Linked DNA regions of Gossypium hirsutum: region 1 is linked to region 2. A link is a contact called in public Hi-C data. All regions are on one chromosome and are shown on one strand. Each heading gives the region's core, a stretch centred on a gene start, on an enhancer-like site or on the middle of the called end of the contact. The rest is flanking DNA. Distances are from core to core; before and after follow the strand shown.

Region 1 (4,993 bases), core at 1,470-3,969, 590 kb after region 2:
CATCAGCAGCAATAGGCCTTCCGAGACGACTCAATTCAGTTTCAAGTTCAACAATTGTTTTACTAATAAGGGACTGAATGCCTGGAATTCTGGACTTGATTACAGTTTCCAAATGCTGAAACATTAACCAGAATGACAACATTAATACCAACTGAAGAAAATGTAGCACTGAATCCAGTACCATCATTACCTTTACAAGGGAAAATTAAGGATTAAATAGGTTTTAACAAAACAAACACAAACTTCCCATTAGCATACCTTTGAGAGCATCTTAGCGAGATGCTCAGATCCCATTCTGTGAGCAAGGTGCCTATACTCAGGGGTACTAGCAAAATATTCGCGCTCTCTACGCCGAGCAGCAATCATGTCAACGTTCTTATTAATATCTGCTTGTGAGCGATTCACAACACCAACCCAAGGAAATTTCAGCCGATAAGATTTTCCTTCCAGTATCTGAATCCACAAAAATATGACTTAAAGAACATAATAATGCCTAATGCATCTAATACTCAAGACTCTAAAAGGTTTTAGCATGTCTAAATCAAGCATAAATCAACTTACATCAACTGCATTAGTGCCCTTATCCATCAGATCAATCTTTGTCAAGACACCCAAAGTCCTCTCCCCTGAAAGGTTAATACCAATGCCAGGTATTAGAAAATCAGACTTGTACAACCCCTATACTTCAAAGAACCACAAGTCCAAAAGCTTACATAGCACAGCAATAATTTTACAGAGAATGAATTCAAAACCAGCAATGGTTTCACATGATATTACCAATGAACAAGTAGAAAATACCATAATCTTGAGGTGCACTGCAAGGAAGAAGATCATGGAACAAATTGATCATGGAAAAGGTTACCTGTAGGGTCCACCTCACGTGAAATTTTAATTGCATCTGACGTAGCCAGATCTTGATTAGCAGGTGAAATTGCCAATATTATACAGTTGGGCTGCGTAAGAAGTTCAACAAACAAAGATAAGAACATTCCATTCAGCTTTCATACTTGGATAAAAGAATATACACTGCAAAGTTATTAGGGACAGAAGAACCAATAATTTACAACAAAAACTATCCACAATACAGTTTTCCTAGACCTTGATAGCCATCACATTAGAGAATTTTACTGAAAAAAAAAAGAAACAGCCATGCCGCATTTTACCTTCTCAATGTAGGAGCGAACCATATTCTCGATATCTTGTACAATGCTTTCAGGTTGACCCTCTGCATTTAGCAAGATAATCCATCAATATCCCATAATTTAATAATTCTTTTTGCAAATCTTATTAACAGAAGAGAATGAAATTGGGGTATATAAAGTGCAAAAATGCTATGGTTTTTTTTTTTTTTATTACATGGGAAATAAAAAGAATTAAAATTTGAATATTATACTTATTTTAGGTCCCGTGGAAATATGGTAGTCTAAATTAGAGAAAGCATTATAAGGATTGCAATTTTCTTTGAATTTTCACTAGGCGTTTCCGTTAACTTACCAACAGCTACCTTCGTCAGACCAGGAAGGTCAACCAGAGTCAAATTGACAACTGCATAAAATTACATAAAAAAAATAAGTAGAGAAAATATCTTATATACTGGAGATTTGGTAGAACTATAACATATAATAAGATGACTTTTTACAATTAAATAAAGTGGAAGAAAACAGAAATAATTTTTACAAACAGGTCATACCGTTGGGAGAAAATATACTAAGATGAATTGGAACACTAGATATTTGTTTAGTTCGCCCAGTTTCTCTATCCGTCTCATCTTGAATCTCCTTCCTAACAGCAGCTATAACGTAGATAATAAAAAGTTAAACCCTAAGATTTATATAATTCCTTTTGCTTAAATAAAGAACGATAAGAAGATATTTACCAAAATCGGTAAATCTTTTTCTAGGAAGGTGAAGAAACTCAGCATATTCTCTGGTTCCTTCATCACTCTTATGAAGCTGTAACACCAGAGGTCTACGAGTAACAATACCTGCATTAATTTTTAATCAAAAAAGCAGAATGAAAGAAAAAAGAATCAGTTCTTGAGTTGCTTAACGATGAAGGATAGATTGAGAGCGATAACTTATTGTTTTTACCGGATCCACGAGGTAAAAAATCCTTGCCGACAACGCTTTCCAACACCGAAGATTTCCCTGAACTCTGTTAATATTGAAATCTCAGACCAGCAGATCATAAAAGAAAAAAGAAAACAAAGGTTGACTAGAAATAGAAAAAGGAAAAGATAGATCGAGCGTCGACCTGACCACCAACGACGGCGATCGCCGGTAAGGAATCCCAAAGAGTAGGCAAGGCGCTTGCCTCTCCATGATCACCAAGAGCAGTGCAAGCTCTTTGAATCTTGTTCACCAGAGAAATCAAATTATCCATTTTTTTCTTTTTCTTTTTTAAGATGGGTGCCGGCGACGATAACAAGCGTCGGATTCAAATAAGCTAGATCTGAGCTGAAAAGGTAAAGAAACGGCACCTGTCAGATCTGAGTGAGAAATGAGAACTAAATGAAGTTCCGTCCGGAGAAAGCAGTTTTTTGAAGTTTTGAAATGGAGGAAGAATAAAGAGACTTCGGCTTTAAAAGTGAAGCGCGTTTTATTTATTATTTATTTATTTATTTTAAATATTATTTTTACCACCGATTTATTTTGTGTTTGAATTTAGTATGCATTTTTGAAGTGAAACGGCGTGTCTAGCTACGACAATGGAGTAAACAATGCCTGGAAAAACTCCGGGCCGGAAAGTGATAAATAAGGCCATTGGCTTAGGTAAAAATATATTCGACTCGACAGAGCTTACTTGGTAAAATTAATTCCAATTTTTCTAATTAAAATTATGAAATCGGATAAATAAATTGAAATTGATTTATTGTTGAATTTTTGGATTAATAATTTTAAAGAAAAAATAAGAAGATGAATTATTTGAATTCTTAAAATTAACGAGAGAATGTAATTTTCAAATAAAAAAATCACTATATTTAATTTTTAAACCATAATCTTTTTATAATATAATTATATAAAAAAAAGGAAAAAAGATTTTCTGCATGTTAAAGTTTTATTTTATTTTTTGTTGAGATATTCAATTCCATTATCTTTTTCCTATCTAAATAAAAGAAAGCCGCTAATCAAACAAGGGAAACTCTTAGATTTCTTTTTCTTTCTTCCTATAACTTCAATCCATACATAAGTAAAATATCATAAATGAATTTATTAATTAAAAAAAAAAGGAAGTAGATTAAATTAACATTTTCTCATAAAGATTTAAATTTCAAAAAGCTAATAATTGAAATCCTAAGATTTGGGTTTTATAGTTCACATTTTTGTTTGTATGTGTAGAGTGGAAGGCATTTCAAAATTAAATTTAAAAGACTACACAATAACAGATGGCATGGCATGGCAACCTTTTTCTTTTCTTTATTGGATTTAATTAAATTGGCGATATAAAGCCGTTGGACTTGGAGACTAGTCCAATATTCCGTTTGTAGTGGGCCTGTATCTTTATACTTTTATAATTATTCAATGACGCTTTAATTTAAGGGGTTTTATTTTTATTAGCCTTACAGAAACAACTTTTGTGTGTTTTTTTCCTTTGATTGGAGGTTCACCATTTAATAAACTTAAAATTCAAATTTTTGTAATATTAACAATCATAAAGGATGTAATAAAAAAATGAACAATGATGGTATTTTTCATTACAAGTATCTATGTGTAGTTCGTGTTCATGTGATAATTTACTCCTACTGGTAACAGCCACAAACGATTGCTAGTAATGAGGAGCAGTATAATACAAGCTTCTGAGCAGTTGAAGCATCCCTATACTAAGTATGTTCCTCTTTCTCTATAATTCGTAACATCTTTAATCGTATTAATTAATCACCTAAAATCCTGTCAATAATAAAAAATAAAAATCCTATGATCATAAAATGTCTTTATAGATTGGTGGTTTCACAGTGTCTTCACTTCATCACTCCGTTTGACTCAGGAGATCCATATCCATATGGATTCTTGCTGGCCCAGTTCCACTGATCCCTGCACATTTCTTCAATGCCGTACCTTGCCCTGCAATCAATCACAACCCAATTCATCTAAGATTCCTCTCCTCAACAATAAAATGAACTTTATAAACTATTGCCTTACCTCCAATTCAATTCACGCTCCGCTTTTTTGGTTGAAGCATACACAATTTCGGCATCACCGGCTCGACGTCCCGCCATTACAAGAGGAATTTTCTGATAAAAGGTCAAACCTTTGCTATGTTAATAAAATTGTCCTAGATACTCTCCCGGACAGAATGGAAGAACAAAAGATCACAAGTACCTTCCCAGATGCCCTTTCAAAAGCATTAACCATCTCCAATACTGATGTTCCTTTACCTGTTCCCAAGTTGTAGACCTCACAACCTATAATAGCATAGCTGGAAGGATTAAGGGCCAATTCTACTTGAAGCAATAAATAGTTGCAAATACAGAAAAGCAACAGTTTAGAAAAAGCCACTTCAATATATTACTCTCGTCTGCTACCATAAACTGAATAATCGAGGCAGCTAGACAGTCACAAACACGACATTACATGGAAGGAAACAAAATAAAGAATGTGAAATATACCTATTTTTGGATCAGATAATTTACGTAATGCAGCAATGTGCCCATCTGCTAAATCAACAACGTGAATATAATCACGTACCTGCAAAGAGACAAGTAACAAGCCTTTTGTCACAAGGAATCACAACCTTGGATGCAAATTTCCCAACCTTCAGGTTTAAGTCTAAAAGAATTTGTCAAATCTAATGGAAAGAATAATCCCTTAAGTCCTGAAGCATATTGCTTCAAAATGTTGAAGGGCACAAACATTTAATAGCCAAGAAGGGAGCCTGTGCTTCATGAGGTGGTCTACTTGATTACAAGGAAGAAAAGGTTTGCTTATAAAAGGAATCGAAGGAGATGTTAGGTGTTTAAGCACATATCAAGCATAACTGACAAAAAAGTTGTAGA
Region 2 (5,829 bases), core at 2,009-4,508:
GAATGAATGTGGACAGACGAGGGTATAACAGCCGCAATTTCTGGTCTCCGATACATCATCCAGATAAATTGCACGATTAATAACATGGTTAAAATTTAACATTGTTTGAGTAAGATATAAAAAGTAATTACATGTTACGAATATTGGAATAGCTTACCCCTTCCCCGGCGTGTTGTTCAATCATTAAACAATATATTGGGACAGTATATAACCTCCCGATACCTAGATTGGTACTCTATCTACGAAAGCAAATTACATGTTAGAATAGTATCATTAGAAAAAAAATGTCAATTAATTGTTATAACAAGTTAAATTTTATCACCTGTTCACTAGTGGAAATATGTATGCTTGGTGCCTAACCGATGCTAAGAATGGCATCCGATAAAGAGCCCATGACTACAGCAATATGAGGCATCCGCCTATATCTACGGCATCAGGCTTTGTCGTTCGACAAAGCTCACGATACAACATAGCCAAAACTTCGGAACCCCAACTATACGTGCGAATATTCTGTAAATCAGTTAATAGGGGTAAATACATCAAATGAACCATGTTGTTGTTTACATCCAGCATCATTACACCCCCTATAATATGCATAATGTACGCTCGAGCTACGTACATCACCTCCTGCTCAGTGGCATTAATTGATAAATGTTCAAAATTGGCTTTCAGCCATAAAAATCTCAAACCCGTAAATTTGGACTCAACATCATTGGGCGAGACTCCTAGTAGGCTATAACAAATGGAAATCGGCTCAGCTATCGTACTTACGCCTGTTACGGCACTTCCGTAGATTGGGAGCCCAAGTTACAATGCAACATCCTCCAAAGTGACAATGCACTCCCCAAGTGGTAAATGAAAAGTGTAGGTCTCCGGGCTCCAACGCTCGACCAATGTGGATATTAAATCGTACCACAAAATAAAACGTTTGGATCAATACTACTGACCCGAATCTGGCTAACTCCAAGTATGGCATCAGTCATTCATCTGGGGGATATCCTAAACAATTCACCTGACCCTTTAATGCACTGTATGAGCCCTAACACTATTAAATTACAGAAAATAGTTATTATAACATAATTTAGTTCCGTAAATGACGTAGAACTTTATTTAAGGGAACCCGTGATTAACAAATAACAATATATTACCATATTATTAATTGTGTTTGATATGTGATCATCATTCTTAATCAATGAACCCATTGTGATATCTACAATTTCAAAACAAATTTCGGTAATTAATTTCTAAGTTTGATGCATTTTAAATATTTATCAAAATACTTAAATTTTATATATTGTTTTTAATTACAAAAAATACCAAATAGTTTTGTCCACATCATATTTTTTGCTATACTACATTAACAAAATAAATACATCTTATAAATTCCAACTCAAACTCTAACTCTATGGTCTCATTCACAAATTTCATCTCAATGGTTTAATCTTTTACCTACAGAAAAAACAAAAAAATTATATTAAAATAATAAAAATAATATGCCAATAAAAAATATATATATAACAAAAACATAACATAAACTACCTCAACATAATAAATACGAATATTTTTATTATTATTTTAAAATGATAATAAGTAAAATGTATTAGTTTAAAATATAATATATATAATAACATGCCAACTTAATTATTGTCAAAAAATATAATAAAAAAAATTTGCATAGAAGGATTCGAAAGAAATTTCATTTATAATATTTATAAAAAACATAAAATAAAATTTAAAAACATAAACTCTTATTCTCAATTATTAAATCTTAAAAAATTAGAACTTGTAAACTATTATTCCTAATTTATCTCATAAATTCCAACTCAATGGTCTCATCTTTTACCTACATAAAAAATAAAAATAAAATTATATTAAAATAATCAAAATAACATGCCAAATAAATTACATAAAAAATAAATCTAATCAACCTAAAACACACATAACAAATAAATTATATAAAAAATAAAACATTCTTTACACACAACATAAATAGGCTTTTTTACTTCAATAAACATTAAAAATAACTTATGAATGAATGAAAATATAAAATAAATACAAATATACCTTAATAGCTCTTTTTAACTAAATAATACCTTATAAAAATTAAATTAAAAATTAAATTCGAATTAAATCAACAATAAAAATAAAAATAATTAACATTTATTTATAACAAAAAAACTTACTAAATAAAAAAATTATCATTTACTATTCTTTTAAACATCAAATCTTTCCTAAACAACAATGTCTCTTTTCCTTTTCTATTTTTTTTCCTTCTCTTTCTCCTTTCCTCTCTCTATTTTGCTTCTCTTTTTTTCTTTCTTTTTCCCCTTCCCGCTCTCTCCTTCTTCTTCTTCTCTTCTTCAAAGATTTTCTTCTCTCTTCCAGCAAAAATTAGGACATTGGGGATCTTATAATGGTCCCCAAAAACACAACTTACGGGCATGCCATCCGACTCGTCCAATCACTGACAAGCTATAGGTGTGCCGCCTCTCTAGTAAGCATGACCAGTCAGTGCTGCCTCTCTAGTAGGCATGACCAGTGCTGCTTAGTTGTCGTGTCCCATCTGTAACAGCAGGTCAGGTTTTGTTCGTATACGGGTCATATTTGACCCGTATTTCTTTAGGTATCACCTATTTAGTTGTCATTATCAATTTTTTAATAATTTTTTCAGTCAAATGTGTCAATATTTTAGAGTGATGCCGCCTATACACTACCTTCCACTTGTTTGGACGTACCATTTTGGAACATAATTTATTTAACATACCATTTAAGTAATTTTTTTATTTTTATAATATATAGGTAAAAAACCCTTTTTGAAGATTAAAAATAATTAGAAATTCAAAACTAAAATTGAATTGTTGAAATACTAAATTTCAATTAATTTAAAATCTTGAATTTTAAGCATTTTGATTTTTAAATAAAAATATTTGAAAATATAAATCTAAATTTATGTTCCCAAATCCTGCAATAGGAAATTGGAAAGAAAAATAAGAATTTCTTCGGAAAAATAAATAAATTAAGAAAAATAAATAAATAAAATGCAGCAAAAAAAAAAAAAGGGGATCCCATTTGACACGCGTCAAACGACGTGTTTTCATAGACAGTAAGACACTTTGTAATTGTACGTGTCAAACTAAAAAAAGTCAAAACCAAAACAGCAGTTAAACCCGTCCAAGGATCCTGGAGCCTTGAACCCGTTAACCTGAATTCAAAGTCTCTGTCTTCCTTTCTTAAAAGTCCTGTATAAAACCGAATCTGATGCGCCAAATACAAGGCCGCTAATTCTCTGTCCCATATCGAAACACCCACCTCGTATTTCCCGTCCGCCTCCCTTTCTTCTTCTTCTTCTTCTTCTTCTTCTTCTTCTTCCTCTTTGCAAGTGATTTTGAGTGAACTGATTTTAATTTTTGGGTGTTTTAATTGTTTTTAAGAGATTCCCTCAAAGATGAGACTGCTGAAAGTCGCCACCTGTAATTTGAACCAATGGGCGATGGATTTTGATTGCAATTTGAAGCACATTAAGGATTCCATAACAAGGGCAAAAGAAGTTGGTGCTGTCATCAGGCTCGGACCCGAGCTTGAAATCACTGGCTATGGCTGTGAAGATCATTTCTTGGAACTCGATACAGTCAATCACGCGTAAGTTCCCTTTTTTTTTATTCCCCTCCCCCCCCCAAAAAAAAGAAGAAGAGAGATTCTTGGAGCTTTGCTTTGCTTTGTGAGGTTATTAAAACTTGGGTCATCAGTCGTTTGTTGGTTATTAGAATTGAATTGTAGTGATTACTGGTTTTTTCTTTATGGAATGCAGCGTATGTTTTTTGCTTCTTCTTTTTTTTTTCTAAATTTACAGTATAAACTGAAACATTTGGTTTTTTTATTTAGGAAAGTGCCCCCTTTTTTTTTTCTTTTTTTTTCTGGATAATGCTTGGTTGTTTGAATGACACAACTAATATTTTGCTTCTCTGAAATGACAGTTGGGATTATTTGTTTGCAGGTGGGAGTGTTTGAAAGAAATACTTCTTGGTGATTGGACGGACGGCATATTGTGCAGCATAGGAATGCCCATCATTAGAGGATCAGAGCGTTATAATTGTCAAGTTTTGTGTTTTAACCGGAAAATTGTCATGATAAGACCAAAGATGTGGCTTGCAAATGATGGCAATTACAGGGAGCTTCGCTGGTTTACCACATGGAAGCAAAAGGACCAGCTTGTAGAATTTCAGATCCCACCTGAAATTTCTGAGGCCTTATCACAGAACTTAGTGCCTTTTGGTTACGGATACATTCAGTTTTTGGACACGTAAGCTTAATACTACAGGTTCTTCTCTTATTAGTTTCCATTAAGTTTTATGCCTTAGCTCATAATGATGTCATAACCAATATCGATCATCATAAGATCATGTCTTCTCTATGTAATGATGCAAATGTAACTTAACATGCAAATAGGTTACATCGCTCGTCATATGAAAGTTTGTCATGGGTTCTTGATGAAACACTAATATTTGAACCTATTTGATCCCTTGTTAGAGCTGTTGCGGCAGAAATTTGTGAAGAGCTTTTTACTCCTAATCCTCCCATACCGAGCTTGCATTAAATGGGGTTGAAGTTTTCCTGAATGCCAGTGGGAGTCACCATCAATTGAGAAAGCTAGACCTTCGACTTCGTGCTTTTATAGGTGCTACTTATACTCGTGGAGGGGTTTACATGTACAGTAACCACCAGGGCTGTGATGGTGCACGGCTGTATTATGGTAAATAACATGCTTTATTTCCCACTTTATTTCATGGTAACTTTACTCTAGGTTCCAGCATAAATTTAACTAGCAATATGATTTAAGTAGTAATCTTGCTTTGGTGCTTCTGCACCATTAGAAAATGTGTTGTCTTTCGTGCAAAAATATTGTTTGGTTTATTGAGCACTAATTTATTTATTTCAGATGGGTGTTCCTGTGTTGTTGTGAACGGAGAGGTGGTTGCTCAAGGCTCACAGTTCTCCTTGAAGGATGTTGAGGTTGTGGTTGCTCAAGTAGATTTAGATGCGGTATGTTGTAACTTTGCACTCCAATATTTTTATGTTTGTTGGGTATTAGAAAAGTATTCTTACTTGAAGCTTGAATGCTATTAATGTATTACCTTTTGTTAAGGTTTTTTTGCATAAAAGAGAAGGGAAAATGATGATCTCCTATTTTGAGAATCTCTGCCACAAGAAGTCCAATAAATAAATAATATGAAGGCAATTATTGAAGACAAAATACTATTAATGCCTAATGGTCACAACAAGAAGATTCTATTTATACAAATTGGTGGCAAGTTAGGGTTTGCCGCATTTTCCAATACTTATGCATATGAAAAATTATACTGAAATTTTTGCATTTCTTTGTTAACTACAGGTTGCTAGTTTAAGAGGATCCATAAGTAGTTTTCAAGAACAAGCAAGTTGCAAAACCAAAGTCTCATCTGTAACTGTACCTTACAATATTTGCAAACCTTTTAACCTGAAAATGTTACTTTCTAGTCCACAGAAGGTTCGTTCTTGCTCAGAAGACATTGCTGTGAAAATAAAAAGCTTCTCTGTATTAGTGATTGTTTATTACCTAACTGCATTATGTTATGAATTGAAGATCATGTACCATTCTCCTGAGGAAGAAATAGCATTTGGTCCTGGCTGTTGGCTATGGGACTATTTAAGAAGAAGTGGAGCTTCTGGTTTTTTGCTTCCTCTTTCTGGTGGCGCAGACAGTTCCTGTGTAGCTGCTATAGTTGGATGCATGTGCCAACTTGTTGTCAAAGGTTAATTTATGATTTCATTGTATCCTGCTGCCAAGTAGCA

The links. Hi-C and Micro-C count contacts between places; a contact is called where the count stands out from the background.
Region 1: a contact with region 2 is called in a Hi-C map of leaf, with 2.8 times the contacts expected there. The contact joins the promoter of LOC107893959 here to the promoter of LOC107946869 in region 2. A contact is called at or near these places in 2 of 34 Hi-C or Micro-C datasets (both in leaf).

What each region holds. Positions count from the first base shown.
Region 1 is chrA08:79,992,735-79,997,727 of Gossypium_hirsutum_v2.1, forward strand. LOC107893959 (dynamin-related protein 5A) reads right to left here and starts at 2,720. Exons shown (of 16, transcript XM_016819120.2): 1 at 2,254-2,720; 2 at 2,091-2,154; 3 at 1,877-1,984; 4 at 1,691-1,792; 5 at 1,495-1,545; 6 at 1,164-1,225; 7 at 863-953; 8 at 562-626; 9 at 259-453; 10 at 1-115. The coding sequence starts at 2,382. It overlaps LOC107893957 (UDP-glucose 4-epimerase GEPI48), which reads right to left. Exons shown (of 9, transcript XM_016819119.2): 6 at 4,607-4,685; 7 at 4,320-4,402; 8 at 4,140-4,231; 9 at 3,673-4,061. The coding sequence ends at 3,959.
Region 2 is chrA08:79,402,388-79,408,216 of Gossypium_hirsutum_v2.1, forward strand. LOC107946869 (glutamine-dependent NAD(+) synthetase) reads left to right here and starts at 3,259. Exons shown (of 14, transcript XM_016881366.2): 1 at 3,259-3,639; 2 at 3,995-4,300; 3 at 4,528-4,571; 4 at 4,574-4,750; 5 at 4,937-5,040; 6 at 5,390-5,524; 7 at 5,621-5,789. The coding sequence starts at 3,446. LOC107946861 (a long non-coding RNA gene) reads left to right here. Exons shown (of 6, transcript XR_005899533.1): 6 at 1-13.